Regions from separate parts of the Mus musculus genome. Here region 1 is linked to region 2. Evidence: chromatin contacts called from public HiChIP or PLAC-seq data. All regions are on one chromosome and are shown on one strand. The core of a region is the stretch at or near the end of the contact, and the rest is flanking DNA. Distances in the headings are between cores, read along the strand shown.

The links. HiChIP or PLAC-seq counts read pairs in DNA pulled down with a chosen protein or histone mark.
Region 1: a contact with region 2 is called in an H3K27ac HiChIP or PLAC-seq map of microglia, with 4 times the contacts expected there. The contact joins the enhancer-like site here to the promoter of Galnt12 in region 2. A contact is called at or near these places in 4 of 39 promoter capture datasets (embryonic stem cells, hippocampal neurons and stem cell-derived epiblast-like cells), 9 of 115 datasets of contacts at active chromatin or transcription factors (the SCID.adh cell line, embryonic forebrain, embryonic stem cells and 3 more) and 4 of 9 other capture datasets (adipose tissue, embryonic stem cells, liver and 1 more).

Annotation. Positions count from the first base shown.
Region 1 is chr4:47,246,620-47,251,540 of GRCm38.p6, reverse strand. It overlaps Col15a1 (collagen, type XV, alpha 1), which reads right to left. Exons shown (of 40, transcript NM_009928.3): 4 at 3,991-4,065; 5 at 2,305-2,385. Gm52733 (a long non-coding RNA gene) reads left to right here. Exons shown (of 3, transcript XR_003955398.1): 2 at 352-409; 3 at 1,001-2,311. Among named protein-coding and RNA genes, the nearest start is that of Gm52733, 3.0 kb to the left of the region's middle. Within about 2 kb of position 3,065, at least 9 of the 459 cell types and tissues checked have an H3K27ac peak or open chromatin away from gene starts, as enhancers often do. A contact at or near this core is called in the SCID.adh cell line and microglia, where this site is marked.
Region 2 is chr4:47,090,142-47,095,225 of GRCm38.p6, reverse strand. Galnt12 (polypeptide N-acetylgalactosaminyltransferase 12) reads right to left here and starts at 3,303. Exons shown (of 10, transcript NM_172693.4): 1 at 2,898-3,303. The coding sequence starts at 3,253.

The sequences.
Region 1 (4,921 bases), core at 1,816-4,315, 160 kb before region 2:
CAGGAGCTGGCTCGGCAGGAGAGAAAGGCATGGGGCAGCAGAGGTGCCGACCCTAAACAGGACGAGCAGGGAGGGCTGGACAGGCTGTCTCTGGCTCTGTTTGTCAGTTAGAGTCCATGTCCCGGAGGGTAGCAAGCTACAAAGGCTGAAATGGAGAAGTGAGATTCTGACCAAGAAAGAAGCCAGACAGAGAAAGGAAGGGCTGTCTGAGACCAAGAGGGAAATTCCCTGTGCCAAAAAAGAGCCACGATGCCCTTTAAGGTAGAGTGAGGGTGTGGCCCAAGATGTGGCTCTGTCACCTTCAGGCCATGTGGCCTCAACAACACTGCTGTTCCACGCCCTCTCCTATAGAACAGACCACAGAAGCCCTCTCTGACATGAATCTGAACTCAGCAGCGCCCTCTGGAGGGTGAGCATGTGTAGGTGGAGGAACGAATGTAGAGGGACAGAAGAATCCTGAGGATGGTGTCTGCCATGTGGGTGTTGGGAACCAGCAGCTTTGGGACCAACAGGGTGGGTCTAGGGGAGTTCTCTTAAGCAGAGGACAGCCATAGAGGGTTTGCACAACAAGACACCAGCAAGCCAGTGTGGAGGGGATTCCAAAAGAACAGGGAACCAACTGCATTGAGTCTGGCCCTGAGCTCCTTGGCTTCTTGAAATCTTCACCAGCTAGTTTGCAGTGACCACCACAAGCCTTTACCCACCACTGCTGTGTATCGAGGTCTACTTGAGTGTTTGGACCATGTGGTTTGTCCACCTCTCAGACCAATCCACGGAGCAGGCATGCTCTGGACTAATGGGGGAAGCTATCTTAGAGACATTAGGTCTCCTGCTGAAGGCCAGTAGCCAGGAACAACAGGGCTAGGACCTACTGTGGGTAGGTCTCTGAGTACAGCCCTTCTCCCAAGTTTCTAAGAACTGGAGAAAGAAAAGAACGGGCTGCCTCAGAGACCCAAGTGCACCACGCCACTAGCCATTTCTCTTTCCATCACTTCTCCAGGTCTTCAGAGATCAATGTCACACCCTTTCCAGGTTGCTGCTGTCCCCTGCTCCCCACATCAGTCCCTATATCTGAAGCACTGGTGTCATGGTGGATCACCTTCCATGCAGGGTGCAAGGAAGACATCGTATCCACAGAACCGTGAGCTCTCTTCCTCTCCTGGTCGCCCTCTATGCTTGTCCTAAGATGGCTGTCTCCACGTTCCCCTCCCAAATCCGTGCCCCATTCTCACCCCTGTGACCCTCTCACCTCTCAGACCCTACTGCACTTTCTGGTCACTCTAGGAACCGCCAGGTTGTTAGTATTCTGAGTTAGCCTCTCTCTAGGTTATGAACTTGTCTATACAAAGCAACGTCATGCTTTGAGCCCTGAGCATGTGGCCCACTGACCTGTGCCAGGATGTGCCCATGGGTGGCTAAGCCTAATGGACACACAGGACTCCAATACTGCCCCCAAGCAGTGCACAGACTCCTGGATCCTCAGCTTCCCCATCTCAGCCAAGATTGGCCAAGGTCTTGGGGGTGCAGTGCCACAATCCCACCCAGACCACCCTTGGTTGGGTAGATATCAGGAGACCTGTGCTCTCAGTTTGCCCAGGTTCCCTTTCTGGTATAGACATCTGTCTAAGTCTTTCTAGCGTTAGCAGACTATGGTTCTTACCTGCCACACCCACATCCCTGCTGCCTGAGGTCTATACTGTACAGTCCCTGCCTTACTTCTGTTTCCCTGCTCTCTATCAGAAGCTTTCACTGAGTGCTGCGCCCAGCCTGGGAGCTGTCTTTGCTTGCAGCTCAGACGCTCCTTGCTATTATCAAAAGATGGGAGATCCTTGCAACTCCATGGTCTGACTCAAGGCTTTGGAAACCCCTTTCTCTTCTCTGCAGAACTCAGTCCCAGGAGGGAGAAATGTGGATGCTGGGATGAGGTGGGGGCTGCTTTGCCATGGGTTCAACACAACACTCAGTATCATTCAGGGTTATTTCCCTCATGCCGGGGACTTTCTGAGGCTCTCTCCTGACTGCCTTGTCTACCTCTCCAATGACCCTATACGCTATCATCACTCGGTAGAAGAGAATTGAAGTTCAGTGGGTTTGAGTCAATTCTCCAAGGCCACAAAGCTCATTTGCCTTGGCATGTCTTTCATAGTCATGCATGCAGGTGACCCTGGGACATTGGCAGCTTGCTTGGGTGTGGGTGTGAGGTAGCAAAGGGCCCTCCTGACTCCCCCAGAGGTACTTAACCTCACCGATCTGACAACAGCCTGAGACACACAACTCACTCATGGGGGCAGCATGCATGCTCACCGGGGCTTGTGTGTAGGTGACAGCTTCCATGATTTCAGCGACTTCATCCATCTCCTGAAACCCACTGGCTTCTCCAGACGCCTGTGAGGAGATAAGTCACAACACACATGAGGCATGAGAGCAGGTTACACTGGATTATGGTACTTGAGAAGGTCAGAGACTGACAAGCAGACTCCTGCAGAGGAGCTGTATGTGCATGTGTGTACATTTGCATGTATGTGTATATGTGCACTTACATGCATATATGTGCATCTGTTTGACTGCATCTGTGGAGGTGCATCTGTGTGTGGTATGCATGCATGTGTGTGTGCACATATACATCCACATACATATATGTGTATGAAGACATGTGTACACATATATACATGTTTGTGTGGTATGCATGCATACACGAATGTACATGTGAATACATGTATGTGTGGTGTTTGTGCCTTTCTGTGTGTATACATGTATGCAAACATGAGATCAGAGACACGGTGGGAAAGGCAGAGTGCGTTGTTGGTTTTTCTATTTCCATCCACACTGCTATTGCTACAATTCGTTACTTCACCTTCTGACCATGTGCAGGCTCCCTTTGCTCCTGGTTTGTGCAAGATGCTCCCTGGAACCCATTCAGGGAGCACTCATCCAAGGTGTCTTCCTGCTGTCACCTAACCTTCACAGCCAGCCCCTGTGTCTGCCCAGGAGCCAGTGCTTTGTCTGCAGAGGTTCCTCTGTTCTGGGACCTCTGGGTTATTTATACTTCAACTTGAATGCAGAGCAGAGACAAATATTTGACAACTTCCTCATCCTATCTCCCAGCTCTCTTGAATGGCACTGGCTCAGGAGTCTAGAAATTCAAACAGGCATAAATGCTACCTCTGGTGTGCAGAATTTTTTTTTAAACACTAAATTAGTGAAACCAACTTCTAATGTGTTCAGAAGCTGACATCACTTAAAGAGCAACAGTCACAGGATTCGCCACCCGGCCTGCATCTGGCTTTGGCATGATGCTCCTGTCTGCCTGGAAGAACCCTCAGACAGGGCCTCTCCCTCCCTGGCTTCCAGCTCCTCCTCCTGCCCCTCTGTTCCCTGACCTGCTGAGCTAGGTCTAAGACTCTCTCCACTGAGTTGTGTCTCTAAGTCATAGGTTGGAGGAGGGGACGGCCCCTGAAGTATAGCCCTTTATCCCCAGCCTACAAGGGGCTGTCACTACCAGTAAATCCTGGAGGGAAGGAAGGAAGGAAGGAGACATCTTTCCTCCCTGGCCCCCACCCCACCCCCAGCTTAGGAATCGATTCACTTGCCAAGCATAAAATGAACCTAAATTTAGGTTCATTTTTATAGGACTTTACACCCAGAATATCTTAGCATTTTAGCTCTGATTTTAGAATCCTGACACCCTTCTTGGCAGGAAGGCTGGAAACCAGGCCATTGACTGCCACAGCCCGAGGAACACCTTATAAGACACACAGCCCCCACTCCAAGGAGATGGCTGAAGAGCTTTAAAAAGTGAAAGAAAGCCAAAAGCCCAAAATAGGACTTGGGGCAGTGCTGGCCATGATGAGAGGCTTTAGACGGCGGCGGCATGACGCTGAGGGAGAAGAATTGCATGGGCATCCAGCCTTCCCCTGGCTGACTGGGGGATGGAGGCACAGAGCCCTGGGTGAGATGGGGGTGGGGCGGGGGGAGAACGCAGAGACTCACCGAGGACTCTTGTGCTTCACACAGCTCCTCAGGGGTCCTGGGGTCTGAATAGATGGTAAGCTGTTGTATGGAACCCTGAGGAAGAGAGAAACCAGAGTCATGGGTTACAGGTGTACATGGTAATGCCCACGGAGGACAGGAGTGTCCCGGCGAGCGAGGACATTGCAAAGAACCAGCCTGGGACTGTGCTGTCTACGGAGGTGCCAGGACTGCTGCAACCCTCCCCTCCAGCTCTCCAGGCAAGGGACTCTCCTTGTTTGCTCTCAAAGAATATGGACCCCCTTAGCATATGCTCAGAATATGGACAGCCACAACAGCTTCCTAGCATCTCCAGGGCCTCTGAGGGTCAGCAGCAGGCCCTGAAACATGTCTCCCTCTGCCCCCAAAGATCAAAACTTCCTTGCTAGACTTTGTTGTGATGTGGTGAGCGGCCAGTGGCCTCCCAACCCCACTCCCCAGATCTGGAGCTCACTCTTCAAAAGACACCGACGGCAGCATGCGCACATGTGTAGCGCACACACGTGTAGCATGTACACACAGCCTCAGCGTCCCCACTGAGCTACAAATAGATTCAATTTCTGCCCTCTAGTGGTGACTTCTTCATTTCCTTTTGGTTGGTTGGTTGTCGGGGTTGAGTTTCTTTTTCTTCCTTCCTTCCTTTCTTCCTTTCTTTCTTTCTTTCTTTCTTTCTTTCTTTCTTTCTTTCTTTTCCTTTCTTTCTTTCTTTCTTTCTTTCTTTCTTTAATTCTATTTTTTAATTTTTAAAAAATTTTATTTTTGGAGACATGTTCTCATTTTGTAGCTCTGGCTGTCCTGAAACTCACTAAGTGGACCACATTGGCCTTGAACTCACGGAGATCTGCCTGATTCTGGATTGCTAAGATTTTGAGGTGGGATCTCTCAGTCTGTAGGCTAACCTGGCACTCACCCT
Region 2 (5,084 bases), core at 2,054-4,553:
ACTATCCAAGGGCGCCTTGTTTCCTCCTCAAGTCAGCACTAAACTAACAAAACAAAGCTGTGCCCGCAACTGTCAGATCCTCCACTGCATCTCAAGAAAGCAAAGCCAACTTCCCAAAAGTCCCTTTACTGATCGGACCCCGGTGCCAGACCTTGCCCTTGCCAGCAAGGGCCAAAGCAGATGTCTCTGGGTTGTGCTGTGTCTCCTCAGGCATGTATGCAAAAGGCAATGTGAAGACAGCAAAAACTTTCGAGTTTGCATGTACGCTCATGTTCTCTCTCATCTACACATCTTATGTGTATATTTTCCAAAGTCTGTTTCTATACTTGGAAAAAGTCTAGACAGATACACAGCAAAATGTTAATAACAGTTTTGCCAGGGTTGTAAGCTGATTTTTTTTTCCTTTTACTTTTTGAGTCTTGCTATGTGGCTCTGCTTGATCTGGTCCCAGACGTGCATCACCATGCCTGCCTTAATGCTCTCTTGTTGGCATTTTTTAGCTGTTTGGGGTTTTTGCTTTTCTTATGGTAAAATTTCTGAAGCCCACATATCTTGCTTTTATAATAAAAACAAACAGATAAATAACTGTTCCCACCTAAAAAGGAAAACAGAACATCTCTACCCAGACCTTCTGGGTGACCTGCTGCATGGCTTTTCTTTGGTTTGTCTGGAAGTTACCTTACAGGCTCGCCCTCCTTGACAGTTAAGGACCCTGATTACCTCTCTGCTGATTAACCGGACTCCTGAGGGACCCTATGCCGTGAGCACAGGATACCATCTGAATTCTCAACCCAAATCTCAAGATTGACTCATAACTACTACAGAGACCCCATCCTGTGTGGGGGTTCCCATTCTGTAGCTTTGGTTATTCAATCAATCTTATTCCCAAAGTATCAAATGGAAAATTCCAGAAACAAATCAGTTACAAAAGGAAGATTGTAAACCTCCTCAAATACTGTAATAAAAGCTTGCCCTTTCTATGAGGTGAGTCATTCATCCCCTTCCTTGTCCAGTGTATTCACACTGATCACCAACACGCCATCGTCACTGACCACCAACACACCGTCGTCACTTAGCAGCCATCTTGTTGCAGGACTTGGTGCTACATCACAGTGCGGTATCACAGTGCTTAGTATACATAAGGTTTGGTACCACGTGAGAAGTCAGACATCTACTAGGATCTGGAAGCTGCTCCCTGAGAATAAGGGGGCGGAGGGTAGGACTATTATGCGGTATTAGTGAGACTCCCTTGCAAGGCCCCGGCACTGCTAACCATATGGAGGCTGTGCCTCAAAGACTGTCCTGATCCAGACATACACAGCTCCAGTTTACCTTTTTCTCAGGCTAGCCGAAACTAATGGGGCAGGCCTGAGTCAGAGGCAAGGCCCATCCTGCTGGGTTGGATTAATTTCCAGGGTCAATGGCACAGCAGGATCTAGTCTCAAATCCCGGCAGGACACAAGGCAGCTGCATCACCATGGAGACAGGAAACCATAAGCCCCACAGGTCATCTAAAGTGTTTCAAAGAGATATTCACAACTCCTAACCATAAAGGAAATTGGATCCGGAGAAGAATAACTTTCCAGCCAAATGCAGATGACACGAAGGGGCAGTCGAGGAAAGAGGAAGTAAGCAGGACAGGGTGCTCCCAGGTACATGCTGACTATTAAGTCTGAGGCGGCATTCCTTCAGCCCACTTACACAGAGTGTACAGACTAACCCTCATCGGTTCCCTAGTTGGCAAACAAGGAAACTGAGGCCAAATCAACTAAAGACTGAACCCCACTGTCGGAGACCGCAGAACTAGTGAGCAAAAGACCTGACCTTTCAAAGAGCTGAAGCTGCCTGAGGCACTGGGTAGGAGTGGAGAATCCCTGCCAATCCCAGCAATTTTGACTCGGAAAGAGAGTGAAAAGGGCTTCGGGCAAAGCCATTGCGGTAGGTGAGAGAAATTCAGTTAAATCTGTTAAACTCTCCCTGATGGAGGAAGGGGCACAGCAGACCGCATCTCATCCTCTCGCAGGTCAGTGTTGCCTATGCCCTCTGAGTCCATTTCCAAACTGGAAAAAAAAAGAACTGTCAAGGCCTGGAGAGTAGAATGTGGCAAGCGCCTGATAATCACACCAGGCTGGCCCTGTGGCTCTAACCAGGACCCCTTTCTGAGTTCTGTTTTCCAGGCAATCTACCGAGCTCAAGTGGGAACTAAAAGTTCTGTAACAAATTTAAAGGGTGGAGGCGTCTGGGAGACTGAGGGTAAAGGTGGCAGCAGCAGCTGCTGCGGGTGTTTGCTTCCTTGTCTCTCACCTGTTGAAAAGCCAGCAGCTTCAACAGGAACTAGGCTCTGACTACACAGGATCTGCCCTGCACCACCTACAAGAGTGTGCTCGGCTGGACTCAAGAGTCACAGGCGCCCTTCCCACAAACCTCTTCTTCCCACCGCCCTCCACCCAAAGCTAGGACTTCAACAGCCAGAGAGAAAGGGAGGCGGCTCCGGGCCTCGGGCACGGCCATTGGGCATCTCGATGGCTCTGCTCTATCCCTGGGCAACAGCACACCCACACCAATGAATGGGGTCAGCCCTGTGCTAGTCGCCGTCAGCTCTCCGGAGTCACAGCCACACCCACAGTCCTAACTGCCCCCACAGGCACGAAGTAGGGGTCTCTTCAGTGTGTTTAACTCGAATCTCACCCTGTCCCGACAGAATGACAACTTTGAGGTGTCTGATTCAAGGGACCACTCAGTTACCAGTTTGACTTTCTTAGGTTCGTTCTGATTTTTTTTTTTAACTTTCCCGCCTCTTCGCCCTCTAGATACGCCCCACCACCACCCCCGCTCTGCACCACCTCCTCCCGAGAAGGATGCTGCGTCCCACGCGCCAGTGCTCCGCGACTACTCACAGAGGGTTCCAGCGCTCGGGCAGTCGGCGGTGCAGCGAGATACGGTCGCTCAGATAGATGTTGATCTGGTGCTGCTTCACGCTCTCCTCCTGCAGCCGCAGCTCCTCGCCCTGCAGCTGCAGCCGCACCGCCTCCCCATGCGCTCCCAGAGCATCGGCGGGCAGCGGCGGCCTGGGCAGCACTGGCTCGTGACGCCCGGGGAGAGGAGTCCGCGGGGGTCCCGGGTCCACCGTCCCCGACCTGCTTCGAGCCCGCAGCAGCGCGCCCAGCCCTGCCAGGGCCAGCAGTGCCAGCAACGCCTCCCGGCCGCGCCGCAGCCCCCGCGGGCAGCGCCTCCTCACCGCACGCCCCCACATGCACCCGCTAGCTGCACCCCGCGGCCTCGGGCCGAGGCTGGACCCGGATCCCGGAACCGCGGTCGCCCCGCCCCCGGCCCGCCCCACCTGCGCCCCGCCCTCTTCCTGGCTGCTGCCTCCCGCGCCCACCTGCCTGTGCCCACATGAGAGAGCAGAGAGCTTGGCGACCCTTGCGGCGTGAGTGTGGGCTGAGCACAGCGCTCTGGGCGCTATGGGGACCCTTCCTTGAACTTACGTGACACTAGCACTATCCCGGATGGAAGGTCCTTAACCTTAGCCACTACGTGTTCAGGATGTGCTGGCCAAGACTCATGAAAGCTGCAGGCGGCTCTGTGCGGTACTCAGTGGCGCCTAGAATAACTAACTGGAGCCCATGGTTTTCCAAGCTATGTTTTTCAGTCTTTGCTTTAGGGACACCTACACTCCGCAGGCCCATCACACACACACACACACACACACACACACACACACACACACACACCATCCTTTCCTGTAATGTATCAGGTTTGGCTCAGGGCTTATAGGAGAAAAGGGGAGCCACGGGGCCCTTGCTTCGAAGCTTGAAGGACAGAGTTCCATCCATCCCCACATGGTGAAAGGAGGACTCCCTCAAGTTGTCCTCCAACCCCCACGTGTGATATAGACACTTGTGTATACATACATGCATACAGATAAAAGTTTTAAATTTAAAGTTTAAATCAAAAATGTGTTGCTGTATCATAGTCGGAATCTCAAGTAACCCAGGCTGGCCTCCTTTCCTGAGTCCTAGAATTACAGGTCAGTGGTACCAAGCCTAGCTAAATAGTGTCTCCAGCCCCAGCCCCTGATGTTGACTGAAATATGGTCTCACTCTGTAGTCCTGGTTGACTCTAAACTTTCTACATAGCCCAGGCTGGCCTCTAACTTTTAGGAATAAAATGTCTTCAGTAATTTACACAAACTGCCACTTTTACCTTTAGTTGTGGGGGGAGGAAGGAGCCAAGCTAGGCTGGTGCCTTTGCAAATTCTGTTCCTGCACCCACTTGCCTTGCCCCACCTTACCAACTCTTCCTGAAGCCTTCAGCCACTGCAGCGTTTTCAGGATGGCTTATTATTATTATTAATTTTGCCACTAATAGCACATTTTCACGGCAGAAGTTTTTGTGTAATTCTGGGTGTATATGTATATAAAACCAGTATATAAATCAACCACTTACTTATAGTAAGTCATAAAGAAACTCATTTTAAAACAATCTTTAAAATACATATAATTTTACTATTAATAAAAGAAAGCCGTTTACATGTTAAGATGGATGGACTTGCTTATTTTTATATAAAGACTTAAATTAAGGCTAAGCATTTGATACTACAGGACACAAACCATCGTCATAATTTTCAGAGTTGATTGATAATTTCATTTTAAAAATCCCAATGCTGGGAGTGCCATTTCACATAAATGTGTGGTGCCAGGTAGCAGAACTATATTTTGGAGTGTTGTTTTGAAATTCTGCCCCAGTCCCAAGAAAATTTGTTTTTAAAGATTTATGTTGGTGCTGTAGAGATAGCTCAGCCATTAAGAGCACTGGCTGCTCTTCCAGAGGACCCAACATCTACTTGGCAGCTCACAACTGTCTGTAATTCCAGTCCCTGGGGATCTGACACCATCTTCTGGGTGCCCTGGGCACTGTATACACATGGTGCATTTATATACAAATATGTATGCATATGTATTCATATGACATATAATATCTTATATATGTGTGTGCCTTATATATGACAGACACTCATACATATAAGATAGAAAAATAAAATCTCCAGTTTTTAAAAAATTTATGTGTATGTGTGTGTGTGT